2 separate regions of the Mus musculus genome follow, and region 2 is linked to region 1. Evidence: chromatin contacts called from public HiChIP or PLAC-seq data. All regions are on one chromosome and are shown on one strand. The core of a region is the stretch at or near the end of the contact, and the rest is flanking DNA. Distances in the headings are between cores, read along the strand shown.

Region 1 (2,841 bases), core at 213-2,712:
TGTGTGTGTGTGTGTGTGTGTGTGTTTGATCTGGGCATTGCCATCTACTGCCACCCATATCCTTGTAAGATGCTTCTTTTGAATTTAGATGATTTTTTTCTATTGCATAGAGGAAAGACAGAGATGCAAGTTGACATTTTTAATATCAACAGCACTGAGACAAAAGGCTTTATTCACATTAACCTAGTTTCCTCTTTATCTACTATGTTACGTAGGTGTTCTCCCCACCTCTCCTGGTTTGATTTTCTGTTGCTGTCCTAAACCCTATGAGCAAAAGCAACTTGAGGATGAAAAAGTTTGTTTTGGTGTACAGTTATAATCAAGCCATCATCAAGAGAAGTCTAGGCAGGAACTCAAACATCATCCTGGAGGAAGGAACTGAAGCAGAGACCATAGAGGAACATGGCTTACTGGTTTGTTTTCTTACATTGATTGGCTACCTTTGTGTATACCCCAGGCCAACATGCCAGGTATGGTGGCGCCCATAGAGGGCCTTTCTACAAAAATCAACACTCAAGACTGATGGCTCACAGACATGCCCATAGACCAAGCTGATCTCTTCAACTCAGCTTCACTCTATACAGATATGTCTATGTCTGTAACAAGTTGACAAAATTTAATTATGACAACATCTCACAAAAGCATCTCTGAGTCTTGAAGGTTAACTTCCTTCTCTTGACTTCACAAGCTCTTGGGGTAACGTGGGCACCCAGGCTCTTCTAGAAGAGGCTTGGGTCGGCAAGGCTTCCAGGGCCTTCCCTGTGTGTGAAGTGACTGGAAAATGTGGCTTCTTAATCCAACAACCCAGTCCATACTCATATCTTCAAGATGCCTTGAAAGAAGAACCAGACAGATAGAAGAGGTTGAGAATCATCCTCTCTGGGACCATCCTGGGACTGGGCTCTTGAAGGTTAGAGAAGGGTGATGCTTTGAATGAGAATGTCCTCATAGGCTCATGTATTTGAATGTTTGGTCCCCAGTTGGGTGTTTTGGAGAAGGATTAGGAGGTGTGTCCTTGTTAGCCGAGGTATGTGACTGTGAGAGGACTTTGAGGTTTAAAAGTCTGTGCCACCTACAGTCTGTCTGTCTCTGCCTCTCTCTGCCTCTCTCTCTCTCTGCCTCTCTCTCTCTCTCTCTCTTTCTGTCTGCTACCCACAGGTAAGATATAAGCTCTCAGCTACTGCTCAAGTGCCATGCCTGCCTGCCTGCCTGCCTGTCTACTGCCATGCTTCCTTCCATGATGGTCATAAACTGACCCACTGAAACTGTAAGCACTCCCCAGCCCGGATAACTACTCTCTGTGATAAGTTGACTTGGTCATGGCATCTCTTCACAACAATTGAACAGTAACTAAGACAAAGGGGGATTCGGCTTTTTGTCTCTAGCAGCAGCCTGCCCCACTGATGTTTTCTGAACTCTGTCATCACACATAAAGACTCAGCAGGCAGGGCCCCTGAGCACAATACCACCCGCTCCACACCCACCCCTACCCCTACCCCCACTCCGCTTCCAAAACACAAGGCAGTTCATGGTCCATTATCACTTGATTCATTGTTGTCTTGGAAATTCTGTTTGCAGGAGGCTCATGGTGAGTTAAAAAAAAAAAAGTACCCAGTGCTAAAGACCAACTAAAGAATAGTTTGTAGAGTAGGAGAAGAGGGATCAGGAGGTAACCAGGGAGCCCTGGCTGCATGGAGGAAGCAGTTACTGCTTCCAACATGGTGCCAAGCAGATTGTACATGTAACCTGTTCAACGGGGCTCTGGAACCCAGGCCTGGTAGTACAAGACCATAATCCCAACTATGCTGAGACAGAAGGTTCAAAGGTTCAAGTTCTGTCTGAGCCACAGGGAGAGCTCAAGGTCAGTTTTTAAGTATCTTAGTAAGTAAGGAGTCTTAATGATAAAGGACCTGCCAATCATCATGGGTAGGGCCCAAGGTTAATGCTCACAATGGGAAATTACAATAGCATACTGACAAATAACATAGAAAACCAAAGAAAGCAAGATCTGGGCAGCCGCAGCAGGGGAACACCAGCTAAGAACTTTGGTTGACCTCTCAACTATTGCATACAGCTCCAGAGGAGTTCCTTTGGCCACCTCAACTCTCAGAACTCCAGCCACTGTTGAAGATAATAAAGGAACGGATGGATGGCAAGATAATTCCTCCCACCTGGCAAAGGAAGCCAGTTCAAGTATCTTGGCTGGGTTCCTCTTCTCTATGAACAGGCTAAGAAGAGTGGAGAAGCTCGCTCCTATTCAGTAGGGATGAAACTCTCCTACCTGCTAAACCTATACACTCAGGCAAAGTGATAAAGCCAAGCGGAAGAAGGCATTTCATCTCCCTCCCTCCCTCTCTCCCTCCCTTCATTCCTCCCTCCCTTCCTCCATCCCTCCATCCCTTCCTTCTTTCCTTGTGTCCTTCTCTTTTGCTCTGTGTCCAACACTATACCAGCAGCTCATTTAGCACCCAAATGGCAGTATATTAGTTGCTTTTCAGTTGTGCAATAAAACACCATGACCAAGACAACTTATAGAACAAAGAATTTATTTGGTTTGGGGTTTTATACAATTAGAGTCCATAATGGCAGACACTGAATGGCAGCAGGGAGTACACGTGGTGGCTGAAGTAGAGACCTGCAAGCTGAGAGTGCATATGGCAACCACTATCACAGAGTAGAGAGGATGAACTGAAAACAGGGGAGGATTTTACTCTTAAAACCCATAGCTGCTGATACACTTTCTCCAGCAAGGCCATACCACGTAGACCTCCCTAAACATCACCATCAGCCGGGGGGTGGGGTGGGGTGGGGGGGTGGTCATGTTTTCAAATACATGAGACT
Region 2 (2,841 bases), core at 148-2,647, 280 kb after region 1:
ATAAAAACACTAAGCAAAGTCTGTCCCTCTGGATTCAAGGCTCTTTTGTCTGTGCCTAGCTCCCTGCTCTAGATCTGCTCTGATCCTCTGTGCTCTGAGAAGGCTGGCAGTCTTGCCCACTTCCTGCCCCCTCCCCCTTAACTCACTGTGGGAGATAAGCCATGTACCATCCAAAGAGAAGCCACCCGCCTTTCTATCTGGTAAGCCCAGGGCAGAGCCAACAAACTGTTCCAATGGATACCAACAAAGAGTGACTATGTGGGGCAAGCATTAATTACAGGACAGGCTGGCATGGGAAACAGATGTCAAGGCTCTAAAAGGAACACTTCCTCAGCAGGTTATAAAAGGACAGAGTCACCATCTCTGTCCCATGTCCTACAATAAAGCACCAGGGGAATAAGGCTGTCCTGAAAGACTGTGACATTTTTTATTTGCTTTTGATAACAAAGTGACCAAGAACAAGAGACTAAACGTCCACTGAAGGCTCATCTGACACAACCTCCCAGGGCATCCCAGGCCAGGAGACGGCTTACCTGGCCCTTCTCTGCTGTGGCCTTGTGTTCCAGCCTCCCAGATTTATCTGTGTGACCTTTCTACCTCCCTCCTTGCAACATTTTTATTATTGTTTATTATATTTGTTTATCCAATTTCATACATGTTATACATAACAGACTGAGTTTGTTTTCATATTTTAAAGATCACTATTTAACCCTGCAGTCAAATAGTCTCAAGAAGGCGTCTGGAAGTGTCACGGTTATAGCTGTAGTGAAATTCCTAGACTTCTGTCAGCAAATGGAAATGGAGACTTTTGAGAAGGAACCCCCCCCCCCATGCATATCAGGCGTTGTATACAATGGATATGGGTAGCAAACACGCATCTGCTCTCATCTACTCTGAAACCTATTGGGCTGCTTTTCCTCTGTCCTAGACAGGAAACAGTCAACAAAAGCCTAGCCACCAATTCTTTAACAGGTGAAATAGAGCCTGACCAAGAGGATTAAAAATATAAACAAAAGAGGGGCCTTTTTCTTCGCTCTAATGTGTACCAGAGTATAAAGACAAACTACTTCTGGTCATGTTAACTTACAAGCTCGGAGTCACTGTTTCCACTGTCTCTCTTCTAACCACCTAGTATTTTACATACTCTTAAGTGCAGAGTTGGTTCGAATCGAATCAGCAACATTAAAAGGTTGATTTATTATGATTAAACAAATAAGTACAGCCGGTACCTATAACTGTACTTGCGTAACACACCTTGTCCCAAAGCAGCCTCCCAATGAAGTACAATGCCTAACCTAAGATTGTACCTCTGTAACCAAGCAACTAGGTTTCAGCCAATCACAGCCATCAGGCTTTTCCCAGTCCTGGCTGCTGCCGATCAGGCCATGCCCATATAAGGTGAATGCTGACTGTGGCCAATCAGGTTGCTTCTCTATGTCACTTCCTCTCTCTTGCTATAACTATAACCTGTTCGGTGCTGACACAGAAGTGGGCTCCTCGGTAGCTTTCCAGCCCCTCTGACAATGCCTGACAGCATCACAGTGGAGGGATTTGCATGTCTTTATTGCCGATTTTCTTCCCTCTGGGTGACAAACTGTATCTTAAGATAGCGCTCCGTGCTTGATTGGTTCTGTCATGTGTACTAAAGACAGGCTAGATCCTGCAGGACTGGAAGCAAATAGCTGTACAATCAATACGTATCTCTTCCTTAAAGCTACAGAAATAGCCTGAGCCTGGGGAGACAGCAAAAATCAGTAGATTGCCTGGCGTGGAGTACTCAGAACCATCTGCAAAGGTTTAGGTTCTACAAACTTTCCTCTTCCTCTTCCCTCTTCTCCCCCTCCCCTTCCCCCTCCACCTCCTCTTCTTTTTTATTTTTAATTTTGGTGGTAGGCTTCTTTGTTTTTCTTTTTCTTTCCTGTTTGTTTCTTTGTTTGTTTATTGAATCAGTGTCTCGCCATGCTGTATGCTTGTCTAGAATTCTCTCTGTAGCCCAGGCTGACCCAGAACTTTCAGTCCTCACAGAGTAATAAGATTATAGCCTGTGCCTAGGACCTACTTCTTGCTCAAGTAAAAAAATTAACTTAAACTGCTCTCTGTTTCCCATCAGCACAACAAAATTGCCAGTCCAGCTGCTCAGGCAGGAAACAAAGTGTCAGAAGTGCTACTGGTGACAAGCAGAAGGCCAGGGTGATGAAAGGCTTCCCATATGTCTAAATTTTACTCTAGTTCTAGACTTTAAACAACTATTAAAGAAATGCTAGTTTAAACTTAGCAATAGGGATACAAAGGAGATCTCGAGATACACAAAATGCCATAATTCATGCATTTTTAAAAATATTTATTTATTTATTTATTTATTTAGTATATGTAAGTACACTGTAGCTGTCTTCAGACACTCCAGAAGAAGGCATCAGATTCCGCTACAGATGGTTGTGAGCCACCGTGTGGTTGCTGGGATTTGAACTCGGGACCTTCAGAAGAGCAGTCGGTGCTCTTAACCACTGAGCCATCTCGCCAGCCCGATGCATGCTTTTTTCCCAGGAAAATAGCATATTAGACTCCATATCTTTTCTGTGGAATTCTGTGTTGCATTAACAGATCAAAAAAAAAAGATTTATATTAAAAATATTCAGTTGGAAGAGGAATAGAATTATTCAGCCCTAAGAACCAGTGCCAGGCTTGAGAGATGGCTTGGAGGTTAGGAGCACTCGCTGCTCTTCCAGAGAACTGGAACTCAGTTCTCAAGACCCACAGCAGACGGCGTACAAACTACAGCAACTCAGACCTCTGGCATCCTCAAGCACTAGGGTGCATGAAACACATGCACACACACGTGTT

The links. HiChIP or PLAC-seq counts read pairs in DNA pulled down with a chosen protein or histone mark.
Region 2: a contact with region 1 is called in an H3K27ac HiChIP or PLAC-seq map of embryonic stem cells, with 5 read pairs. The contact joins two enhancer-like sites. A contact is called at or near these places in 6 of 115 datasets of contacts at active chromatin or transcription factors (bone marrow-derived dendritic cells, embryonic basal ganglia, embryonic stem cells and 2 more) and 2 of 9 other capture datasets (adipose tissue and liver).

What each region holds. Positions count from the first base shown.
Region 1 is chr8:47,057,274-47,060,114 of GRCm38.p6, forward strand. All of the region lies in intron 3 of Enpp6 (ectonucleotide pyrophosphatase/phosphodiesterase 6), which reads left to right. Among named protein-coding and RNA genes, the nearest start is that of Gm31231, 24 kb to the right of the region's middle. Within about 2 kb of position 1,463, at least 4 of the 459 cell types and tissues checked have an H3K27ac peak or open chromatin away from gene starts, as enhancers often do. A contact at or near this core is called in embryonic stem cells, where this site is marked.
Region 2 is chr8:47,332,979-47,335,819 of GRCm38.p6, forward strand. It overlaps a transcript of Stox2 not described here. Among named protein-coding and RNA genes, the nearest start is that of Gm39171, 11 kb to the left of the region's middle. Within about 2 kb of position 1,398, at least 169 of the 459 cell types and tissues checked have an H3K27ac peak or open chromatin away from gene starts, as enhancers often do. A contact at or near this core is called in embryonic stem cells, where this site is marked.